Linked DNA regions of Mus musculus: region 1 is linked to region 2. A link is a contact called in public Hi-C data. All regions are on one chromosome and are shown on one strand. The core of a region is the stretch at or near the end of the contact, and the rest is flanking DNA. Distances in the headings are between cores, read along the strand shown. Region 1 overlaps Lhpp (phospholysine phosphohistidine inorganic pyrophosphate phosphatase). Region 2 has its middle 72 kb from the start of Cpxm2.

Region 1 (5,891 bases), core at 3,198-5,697, 410 kb before region 2:
GAGCCACCATGTGGGGGGGGGGGGGAACCAAACCTGGGTCCTCTGCAGGAGCAGCCAGTGCTCTTAACCATGGGGCCATTTCTCCAGCCCCTGAACTTATGATGTGATGAGAAGAAAACAAACTCTACTAGAAAAAGCTCTAGGGGACAAAACCCTCCTAAGAGCCATAATAGGTCAGGAGGCATTGGAAGCAGCTTGACTGCTCACAGAATGTCTCAGCTGGGACTTCTAACCCTCCCACTCTGTGGTGCTGGGGAATCCATGTTGGGCCAAAGCATTCAAGTCCTGCTGGGCTAGATCCACTCCTGGCTTCTGCTCTCCTGGATTTCTAAACACACACATACACACACCCCTTATCCCCAGAGAAAACAGCCAGGAATAGGGCTCAGCGAGCACAGCAGTGAGGCTTCACTGGAAAGGCTGCAGGGGAAAAGTTGCAACCCTCAAATTGTGGTCACTCCCATCAGAAGCACAGAATGACCCAACTCTTATGGGACTGACCTTCGAAACAGGAGTAAATGCAGGGCACAGGCCCCGTCTTACAGCAGCCTGCTATAGACAGTTACAAGCCTGTCCCTCAATGGCTCTTTTTTAAAAAATGCTAATTTATTTATTATTTTATGGTAGGCAGTGGGCATGAACATGTCACTGTGTGTATATGGGGATCAAAGGGCAACGTGCACGAATGAGCTATCTCTTTCCATCATGTGGGTTCCAGAGATCAAACTCAGATTGTCCGTGCTTTGAGTAAAGGCGTTTACGGAACAAGTGCTTTTATGACAGAGTCCATCACCAGCCGTCAATTACTTTCCCGTGTGTGTGTGTGTGTGTGTGTGTGTGTGTGTGTGTGTAAAACTCTAGGAGTCAGTTCTCTACTTCCTCCTTCATGTGGGTTCTGGGGATCAAAGTCAGGTCCCAATGCTTGCCCTTTACAGTGGTTCTCCGCAGGGCAGTATCTAAAGACCTCACACCTTGGGAACAGGGGTGGTGCCACCACACCCAGCAGATGGAGGCCAGGGAGTTGCAATACCTTCCCAGTGTGCAGGAAGCGTCCACCACAGCCTTGGGAATTCCTAGAAGTCATGGGTAAGGTGTGCTGCTGCTCTTCTCCAGATTTCTGGACCCCAGAGAGAGCCTGATTACTTCTAAGCGGGTTGAGTTTCCAATTATCTGGGGTCAGCCCAGCCCTCTGCTGTTTCTAGGCTGTTTGGGAAAGATAGGTTGGAAATTGGACTGGGGACTGCCGCCACTGGAGCTCAGGCTCAAAACGCCTCTGCAGAGCCATTACCAAGGGAATGGCAGTAAAGACTTTATTGATTGGGGAAGCTCAGAACAGCCAAGGTGTGCCACAACCTGGCACCTGAGCAGCCTGCCACCCTTCAAGGGACATTTTCATTAAAAAACAGCAACGATAATACAGAGCCAGGGGTTCTTGCTTATGCATGCACGTAGTCAGGAGAAACTTGTCTTATAACGTGTATCCAAATAACTCTAGCAAGCATTTCAGCAACACGGCAGGCTGGAGCCAGGACAGAATGAACGGCACAGGACAGTACACACAGGTACTGTTTAAATTCAGATTGCATTAGCTCGACAAGGGCTAGGCACAAAGCCCAGGTGTGCTCCACATCACACAGACGGAGGTGGGAGGGACATGTTCCCTCCTTCCACCCCATGAGGCCTGTCATCAGGCTTGACTCGAGGTGACTTATTTCACCTTTATCACCCACGGGAGACCAGGTAGTCGTAAGGTGACATTCGTGATGGTTCATCCCTTCTGTTTAGGATTTCCCTGTACGAAGGGGATACTCACTGCTGACCCATTCATGGGGAATAGGCAGGCATCTGAGTGCGGTTCAACCTTTTAGGTACTGTGAATACAGCTGCCATGAACATCACTAAATGGTTTTAGGAGACTGTTTCTGTGGTGGTGGGACTCAAACCTAGGGCTTCATTCTTGCTATCTTCAGACCCTATGAGGTAGTGATGGTGGTTGTCGTCTGAATTCCTGTCCCTGTTATCTGGGCTACAGCCAGGAGCACGATTGCTAAGGCAGACAGTAGACTCATTTAACACTGAAGACCCACCAAAGGCTCCCTCCCAGCAGTGCGGCTAACTCACGGTCCTACCAGCAGAACACGAGGGTTGCAGCTTCACCACATGAACGCTTGCGATCCTCTGTTACTTCTTTCCTTCAGCATCTGTATTAGACGATGCTTTCTGACTTGTGATACTAATGAGCCAGGAGACTGGGCCATCTTTCTATGGACTTTTTAAGTCATTGCCTGGGGCTGTACTACTTTGTGGCTGTGGCTAAAATGCCACGTTTAAAAAGAAATATTGTAATATGAAAGGATACAACAGGTCTGAGATTATTTTAAAAATATGACAGTAAAGCCAGGCCATGGTGGAACAGCCTTTAATTCCAGTACTTGGGAGGCAGAGGCCAGTCTCATCTATAGAGTGAGTTCCAAGATAGCCAGGGCTACACAGAGAAACCCTATCTAAACAAACAAATAACCCACAAAAAAAACCCAAGAGAGTAAAAAATCCGTTCTGGGGCTAGGGAGATGATAGGGCTCACTGGGAAAGGAGCCTGCTGTACACGCACGAGGATCTGAGTTCTAATCCCCAGACCCATGGGAAGGTGGGCACAGCACTACACATCCGTGATGCCAGGAATCCTATGTTGAGATGGGAGGGAGAGACAGGAGAATCCCTGGAAGCTCAATGGTTAGCCACCCTGACATCTGCAGCAGTGAATAAGCTCTCAAAGAGAGAGCAAGGCAAGCACTAACAACCAAGGCTGTCTTCCGCCCTCCACATGCACACTGTGGCACATGTGTGCCTGTGACTTATACACATGTACATGTACACGCACATGGAAAGCAAGGAAGGAAAGCATTAGTATTTTAAAGGACAAAAACAATTCGAAGTGAAGACTCTGTGTGACCCAGTTGTTGGGCTGCATGGTAAGAAACTGTCTCCTTCCTCACGGTGAGAAACGATCGGGGCCAGCAGGATGGTTCAGCGGGTGTTAGCACTTGCTGCTGATCCTGTCAACCTGAGTTTGGTTCCCGGAACCCACACAATCTCATACCCCAAATAAGTATATAAATAAGTAAATGTCGTTTTAAACATGTAAAGAAGAAAGGAAATTCTGCTGTGCCTACCTGGTGGGCTTCCACCCCTATGGCTTGTAGAGCAGACTTGAAGAACTCAGGGGAGGGTTTCCCCACCACTTCAGCCTTGATACCACAGGCATACTGGCAAAGAGAAGACACAGTATGAGTTTCAGATCAGGAACACGGGAGTAGACACACATGGAAAGACTGACCGCCTCATGATGATCAGGATGCCATGGGCCTCAAACCCTCTCACAGGCAAGCGTGTCACAACTCCACAACAGGCTGCTGCCTAGAATGCTTAGGACACCTACCTCCAGCTCTGCCGCCTACTTCAAGAGTGCCCACAGCAAGTGGCATACCTTACCTAGCAGAACCACGAGTCTCCCAAGGGACAGGAGACCAAGGCTCTCATTTGCCTGTTCAGCTACAATCCCATCTCTTGCCTCTCCCTGCTACCCACCTCCAAGTAGATCAAAGGCCCTCCTAAGTGTGTCTAGGATTCAATCCACCCACCTGCTCACCCTTCTCGCCTGGGCACAGGTGGACAGGGGCTGCTACTATTGTGGAGCTGGGACATGGTCTAGCAGGAATCTGGGCAGGGGTAACTGACAGGCCAGTCACAGTGGACTCTGGAGGTCTTGCCACAGAAGGCTTTATAACCTGGAAAGTCATCTCAGGAGAGGAGTTGGGAGGACACACAGCCTGAGGGGTTACAGGGCTGGGAAGGAAGCAGGTGATCTGAAGAGACACTAAAGCCATGAGTCAGAGTGGTGAAGAGCATGCTGGGAAAGAGCACCCAGAGGTTGGCTGGGGGTCAGAGGGATGACACATACATACATAATGACTGTGTGATGATCAAGATAATGGACCCTAACTGCTGCCTGAGGAGAGACCTCCATTACTTCCACAGAGGAGACGGGGGTGTGGCTCAAGCCCCACACAGGATGCTCCACTCAGAAACATGAGAGGCTACTTGTCTATAAAGTACACCATCTTCTCCAGAAAGCCAGGGCCTGGGGCAGCACCAGGGCAGGTACCTCGAGCGCCTTCATGTAACCTCCAACGTCCAGCATCAGGCCAGAGGTCTCCTTGTAATAGCGTCTGCAAGAGAGCACAAGGGAAGGGGGTTCACAGAGAGCCACAGGTGCAGGCCAGTCCCGATGCCATGCTGAGAGTAACCGACAGAGGCCACATGGCAGAAGCAGAGGGCCAGCGGCAGTGGGGCATCATGGGTCATTCAGCCACTAGCCCCCTGCTGCTGGCCTTGTAGGGACCCCTACCACAATGATTAACCAGGAACCCAAGGGGGACAGATGGATCCCGTTACTAACACAGAGGAAGACAAGTGACCCGTGTTTCGGGAAGGGACGGCAGCCCCCCCAGAGCATGTGCTGACTCCCTAATTGCTAATAATTAACCCCTAACTGCTGCCTGAGGAGAGTGCTCCATTAGTTCCACAGCAGCCTGCGACATCCCTATTAGCTGGGGTCAGGCAAGGTGCCAGGTTTCACAGGCACCAGCTGCTTCCTTGAGACAAGAATGTCTTCCCAACCTCCCAGAGACAGCGCAGGCTCAGCTCCTCGGAGGGTTCCTCGGTTTAGCCCCAGTGCTTAGACCCACAGCCCATCCACATCAGACCAAGGCCTCCCTCGAGGTACATAAGAGTCCTAGCTGCAATGTCATCCATTTCTGGGGCTCTCTGAGCAAAGCCACGTGACCAAGGAGGCAAGAAGGTGGCTTAGCCATCACCCTCCAGAGATGAGGTTCACTGAAACCCAGAAAATGGCACAGGAATCCAAGTTCTGAGTTATTAGGGGAGTCTGAGCACCCACGTCAGTCTTCCCTTCCTTCTCCGTCCAGGGGACATTAACTCAGCATGCGAGCTGAGGATCCGAGAACAGGGGATGTAGGCTGTCTTCAATACTGAAATTCCTTCTCTGATTTCTAAAAGTGACTTTGCTCTATGTAAGCCTTTAGACCTCAGCTTCCTCGCCTGTGACATAGTCAAAGCAATCAAAACCACCCATATCTAGGGCAAAGTAACACACTACATAAACAACACCATTCCTTACACAATGCCTAGAACACAAACACCACTCACCAAAAGACTGGAGACGACTACTATAAACAGCTGCTCGTGGAGCTAAGACAGAGGCCCTGAGATAGGAGGCTCAGTGGTAAAATAATACAAGCCCCAGGCCTGGTGGGGTCACTCCTGTAATCCAGCACTCAGGAGGCTGAGGCAGGAAGATTGTGAACTCTAGGTCAGCTGAGGATACATAGCAGATCCGATCTCACGAATGTCTTTTCTTTTTCACCTTTCCATGTGCATGTGCTGGAACACGGTCCAGGAATGGAGTCACGTGAGAACGCTGAGTGCTTGTGAGAAAATGCCAAGAAAACAAGACAAGACTCTATGACCTCAATTTCTTCAAAACATGGAATTATTCTTGGAAAGTGTTTTGTGCTCCTCCCAGGTATAGCGGCTAGGAGTGAGGTTACTTCCAATACTCATTCTTGCTTGCTGTTGTTACTCAATTAGACATTGAAGCCATACTTGATAAGCCTCTATGGAGAATGTATTTTTGCCACGTGTAGCTTGTTCTCATGATTGTATGCAGCTTTCAAACTCATGAAAACGTTACTCATGTGATTTCTCTTAACCCTCAGAGTATAAATTGTCAGATGCTCTGAATAACGTAGGCAATTGCATGTGGCTTTAGTCTGACTCGTTCCCCATCCTCCTAGTCCCACGGTCTCTAG
Region 2 (5,535 bases), core at 950-3,449:
GCTTCCTCTCACGTGTGGGTGTCTTTCTGAAGCTGTAGGCCTTGTCTCCAGCAAGCAGTTCAACTCTGCACTTGTATATTTTGTGCCCAAATGAGTTAGGCTTGTGTGCACATATGTACTCGCCTGTCATGTGTGCACATATGTACATGCCTGTCATGTGTGCACATATGTACTCGCCTGTCATGTGTGCACATATGTACATGCCTGTCATGTGTGCACATATGTACTCGCCTGTCATGTGTGCACATATGTACTCGCCTGTCATGTGTGCACATATGTACATGCCTGTCATGTGTTCACATATGTACATGCCTGTCATGTGTGCACATATGTACACGCCTGTGGAGGCCCAAAGGTTGACTTCTGCTTCTTTCTCAATCACTCCCCACTTTTCTTTTTCTTTTCCTATTTTCATGTGTGTGTGTGGGGGGGGGCAGACAGAGAAAGAGAGACAGAAAGGGTGACACATAAAGATCTGCTGCTGATTCTGTGCTCTTAAGTAATGTTAGACTGTAATTAAGACTGTAAAGGCTCCTGCGACTAGCCAGTTTGGAAAACTGCTGATTTATCTAATATTTAATTAAATAGCATTTTTGTTTTGTTTTGTTTTTCGAGACAGAGTTTCTCTGAGTGAGTCTGGAACTCACTCTGCAGAGCAGGCTGGCCTCGAACTTGGAAATCTGCCTGCCTCTGCCTCCTAAGTGCTGGGATTAAAGGCATGTGCCACCACTGCCCAGCATTAAATAGCATTTTTATAATGTCCAAAACAACTGGCATAAAGAGGCTTGGGAACAGATATAATTGAATTGTGGAGGCTATAAAATCAACTGGAGCATCTTGCAGAATGGCCTAAAACCAGGAGAGCCAAAACGTCCTGAGCATCGTGGTGGGATGTTTCCTGACATGGTAAAAAGCCTGACACTGGAAAGTCCAGATGTGGAGCATCTGTGGTGACAGGGCGAGAACAGTCATGCTACCACTGACTGTCACATGGTAGGCACCAGGTCCCTTGAGAGGGTACCTGTGAGTTTCTCACTGGACTCCCCCTCAACCTTTGGGGCAGGTCCTGTCTGTGCTCTGGTTCCAGTTTGAGGGTCATCAAGCTGAGGTCCTGAGCCTAGGAGAGGCAGAGCGGGGGGCCTTGCGCTTAGGTCTGTTGGCCTAGAGACGGTCCTAACTGCAGATTCTCAAATCAGAGTCTGTGAAAAGATTCCTAAAGAGGCAGGTGGAGCCAGCGAGCCAGCGGACCAAGGCTGGGCTGGGCGGCCACGTAGTTCTAAAGGTAGAGCCCCAGGCAGGTAGTGAGGGCCAAGATCAGTTGGGGTAGCAGCTTTAATGCCATTCACCCACAAAAGCCCAAGGAACAACCCATGGGATCCCTCTTGGCTTTAACCTGGTTCTGTCCTCATGGAAGTGTCACAGTGGTCTTACTGCCTTCCTCTACATGGGCTAAGACGCACTGGGTTGCCACGGCCAGCCAGTTCTTAAGTTGGCTTACGAGCCTTGTGGTCAGCAGTTTGGGTTGCTGTGGGTTCGAATCATGCTGGAGGAATGGGGTTGGGGTTGATTTCTTCCAGGACTGCCCTCCAGTCCACACAGAGGCCATTGAACCTCTCAACAGTGACCATAGCAACTGCTTGTTTCTTCCCACCTCCACATGAGATAATCCAGGGAACTCCTGCCATGAACAGCACAGTCAGCAAAATGGAATTCTGGAAATTTCCTACATGAGCGAGCCAGCAGTTGTTCAAAAGGCAGCGTACAAAGGCTCAGCTTAGGTAAATTTCCTATCCCCGCATCACCCTCTGCTTCCCCTCACTCATGAGCCTCTCTATCTCTACCCACACTCTTGCTCCATAGAGTTGCTTCCTTATTTACCCCAAGGCCAACTTCAAGGGTTATTTGCTTCTTGTACAAGAGCTGGGCCCATCCCCAGACACACAGCAGTGCAGAGCATTTTGAAGAATGGATGCCTAGAAAGAGTCGGACAGTCTCAGTTTCTCCGCTTCTGATTGGGGTGGAATCTAGAGGTTTTCATAGGGGCCTCTGTTGACTTTGGAAACAACCCACTTGCTCCATCCACTAACTCCTACAATGCCTTTGCAAAAGTGTGTGCAAGAGAGGGTGGGAACTGGGAGGAGAAGTGGGCAGTTCTTTCCCTAACACCTTGGGATAGCGCTGCTAGCAACCAGGAAGATCTGAAAGGTAGCCCTGCACTGCTCTCTTGTGGTTTACCTTGGTATTGCATCAGAAAGGCCTTTACTAGTCTTTGAGCAAGTAACCCCACCAAGACAGGAGGGCCACTTTTAAATGTAGGGATCACCTTTGACCTGGGCCAGGATTAACCTCAGTAAAGGGGTATTTGACACATCTGAAATCAGTCATTGGGCAGTAGTTCTGAAGAGATCCAGCAGTAACCGTGGATTCTTCCACATACGACTTGCTCCCAGCAGAGACTTACAGGAAGTCCTGTAGAGCGTGCCAACAGCATCCCCAGGAAAGTGAGGCTGGAAGAAGGTGCACAGATGTTGGCCTGGTCTCTATCCACCACTATCTATCTCTGACCTACACCACAGCCGGGAATGGGCTAGGCTAAGACACCACCCCTGCAAGCATCTTGTAGTGGCCGGAAGCCCCCTCCTCCATCTCCCCTTTACCCAGTCCTTCCACACTCAGACCCACTCCCCTTCCAACCCTTTTTCAGACACCCAATGAGCCAGCCTTCTGCAGCCCTCCATGACTGTAGGCGCCAGAGGAATTGTGCCTCTGCCAGGGAAGGCCTCGTGGCAGCATCAGGTTCCACCTGCAGATCAGCAAGGCTCTCACCCCCTCGCCTCTGTCCTAACCCTCCCTTTTCTGCTTCTCCCAAACGTTCCTTCTGCTCTATATTCATCATCCCTGCTGGATGGATGCCTAGTTCCACGCAACAGCTTCCACACCTCTGACCCCTTAGTCTTTACTCTCAGACTCCTCTCTCCCAGACCTCAGACAGCTCCCGTCCTAAACAGAGTTGGATTCAGCAGGCAGGCCTAGGGAACTGTGACTCCCTCCATGCCACCCCTTCCCCATGCTGTCCCCTTCCACCCATCCCACCCCTTCCATGCTGTGTGGTGCTAATTCACCATCTATCAGGCCTAGTTTGGACACACAAGTCCAGGACTACCATCTTGACAATAGGGTCTCAATCTGTTTTGCAATGACCAGGGGGGCAGGGCAAGGCTGTCCTTCCCTGCCTGTCTGCTTTTGGGTTCATCCTCCCATGACCTTTTGCTGTCCCTTCAGCAGTGACAAGGTTTGCTTGGCCAGACTGGGCTGGAGTGTTGGTTAACGTTCTCATCACTGGCCCGAATGCCTGATGCAAACATCGTAAGAAGGTATGTCCTGGGGTTTGCAGACCCAGAGGTTTTAGTATAGCATGGGAGGGAGGGTGTGGCCAAGAAGAGCGGGTTGCATCCTGGTGAACAGCATGGTCTCTCTCTTCCCTCTGTGCCATTCTACTTGAGCCTTCTATCGGGATTTCAGAGGGCACTGCTCACCTTCAAGGGCATGTCTCCCATCTGCCTTCTCCAGACACTCTCTCACAGACACACAACACACCAGAGGAACACTTTACTAGTCTCCTGGTTACTTCTCTAGTTACTTTATCTAGTTTCCATTCAGGTTGACAATCAAGATTAACCATTACAGGTGGCTTTGGGTTTGGGCTACTCCAGGGCAAAGGAGCTAGAGAAGCCACAACAGTACAGATCTAGGGGAATCCACAGTTTCCACAAGAAGCCAAGCCAAGCCCACCCCAACCAGATCCCAGATCTGTTGCCAGGATATTGGGTGAATACCAGCTGAACTCTAAACACTTTTTAGAAGGTCTAGTTTGTGACCCTGGACTTCAGTCCTTGGGTCTGTCCAGCTGTCCAGGTTCTTCACTTCAGAGATGCGCCTTTGGAGTAGAGGCTGCTCAGGTCAGTGTCTAATGGGAACCTGCATAATATCCACTGAGAAGTGACTCATTGAGGTCGGACCTCAGCAGCCCGAGTGTGCTAAGTGTCCAGAGGACAGGCTGTGCCCATCCTAGTATCCCAGTACTCCAGCCCCCCCCCCAGCACCAAAACACCCCAGCATCCCAGACCTCTAGCCCCACAGCACCCCAGCATCCCAGCATCTCAGCACCCTAGCATCCTAGCACCCTAGCCCCCAGCACCCACCATCTCAGCTCCCCAGCACCCAAGCACCCTAGCCCCCAGCATCCCAGAACTCCAGCCCCACAGCATCCCAGCACTCCAGCCCCCCAGAATCTCAGCCCCCAGCATTCCAGCTCCCAAGCCCCCAGAGCCCCAGCAACCCAGCATCCTAGCATTCCAGCTCCCAGCATCCTAGCACCCTAGCCCTCAGCACCCCAGCACCCACCATCTCAGCTCCCCAGCACCCAAGCACCCTAGCCCCCAGCATCCCAGGCCCCCAGCATCCTAGCACCCCAGAACGCCAGCATTCAAGCCCCCCAGCCCCTCAACCTCCAGCATCCCAGCCCCCCAACATCCCAGCACCCCCAGAATGTCCCCACTGTGGTCAGAATCCTCCTGTGTTCCTGATGACTCTCCTCACTCCCTCCTCCCCATCTGTCAGCCTCTTGGAGTTTTTCTTCCCCCTCCTATCTGCGCAGCCTCTATAAAATCCCATGTGGTTACCTCCCAGGTCACTAAAGCCTGCTATGGGTCTATACCATCGACTGTGCTATCAAAACTATTAAATTTTAAATGATTTGGGGAGGAATTATTTTTAGTTCCCAAACTATAATTTGGTTCATTTTCATATCTGGCTACTATTTTGTTTTCATAGAATATTGTTCTTTCAATATACTTTTATTCCCTTTTATGCATTTAATCTTTTTAAACATTGGGTTTGTAATTTGATCTGGAACATTGCTAGCAAGTGCCAGGGGACCCAGTTACCTCCATAATGTATCTACTTCCTTCCCCTATTTTGAGTTGAAGCGAGGCCTGTAACTTTAAAGAATGCTATGAAAATGGAAGAGAAATCCTGGGGAGGTTGTGAGGTAGAGGAACACGCAGAAAACGCAGAGAGGAGACCATTACTTTGCATGTGCACTGACAACTAATAAATGATAAAGCCGTGCTGGTTGGTTTTGAGTTCTTTTGGCATTTTTCCAAAGGGTGTTCATGTGTGCTCGTGGAGCTGGAATGATCCCCAGGCATAGAGACCATGCTTTCTTTGGAAGTGGGGAGGGACTTACTGTCTTTGTTGGGAAGTGATTGGGGTGGATTCCACTTTTAACTCTATGTCCCTTTGTCCTTTTCCTGAGCAGAGCCTGGTTTACTCTGGGCCGGCTTTTGTGTTTCCCCGAGTTTTCTTGGAAGGAGTAGTGCTGTTAGGCTCACTCTGCCCAGAGCTTCTTGGTTTTATGTAGCTGAAGCTTCTCTCATGGGAGTTACAGCTCATCCTAGCGCTTAGGCTGTGTCTGCACAAGTGACATTTTCCTGGCGTCTGTGGCATGTTTGTAAACGCTCCCATAGCTGGCAT

Evidence for each region. Hi-C and Micro-C count contacts between places; a contact is called where the count stands out from the background.
Region 1: a contact with region 2 is called in a Hi-C map of the G1E-ER4 cell line, with 4 times the contacts expected there. The contact joins two enhancer-like sites. A contact is called at or near these places in 3 of 15 datasets of contacts at CTCF or cohesin (embryonic stem cells, large pre-B cells and pro-B cells), 107 of 484 Hi-C or Micro-C datasets (the AML12 cell line, B cells, the Ba/F3 cell line and 53 more), 3 of 115 datasets of contacts at active chromatin or transcription factors (astrocytes, bone marrow-derived dendritic cells and embryonic stem cells) and 1 of 9 other capture datasets (embryonic stem cells).

The regions. Positions count from the first base shown.
Region 1 is chr7:132,639,862-132,645,752 of GRCm38.p6, reverse strand. Lhpp (phospholysine phosphohistidine inorganic pyrophosphate phosphatase) reads right to left here. Exons shown (of 7, transcript NM_029609.1): 4 at 4,166-4,229; 5 at 3,174-3,266. Among named protein-coding and RNA genes, the nearest start is that of Lhpp, 32 kb to the right of the region's middle. Within about 2 kb of position 4,447, at least 17 of the 459 cell types and tissues checked have an H3K27ac peak or open chromatin away from gene starts, as enhancers often do. A contact at or near this core is called in the G1E-ER4 cell line, where this site is marked.
Region 2 is chr7:132,223,570-132,229,104 of GRCm38.p6, reverse strand. No RefSeq gene overlaps it. Among named protein-coding and RNA genes, the nearest start is that of Cpxm2, 72 kb to the right of the region's middle. Within about 2 kb of position 2,199, at least 29 of the 459 cell types and tissues checked have an H3K27ac peak or open chromatin away from gene starts, as enhancers often do. A contact at or near this core is called in the G1E-ER4 cell line, where this site is marked.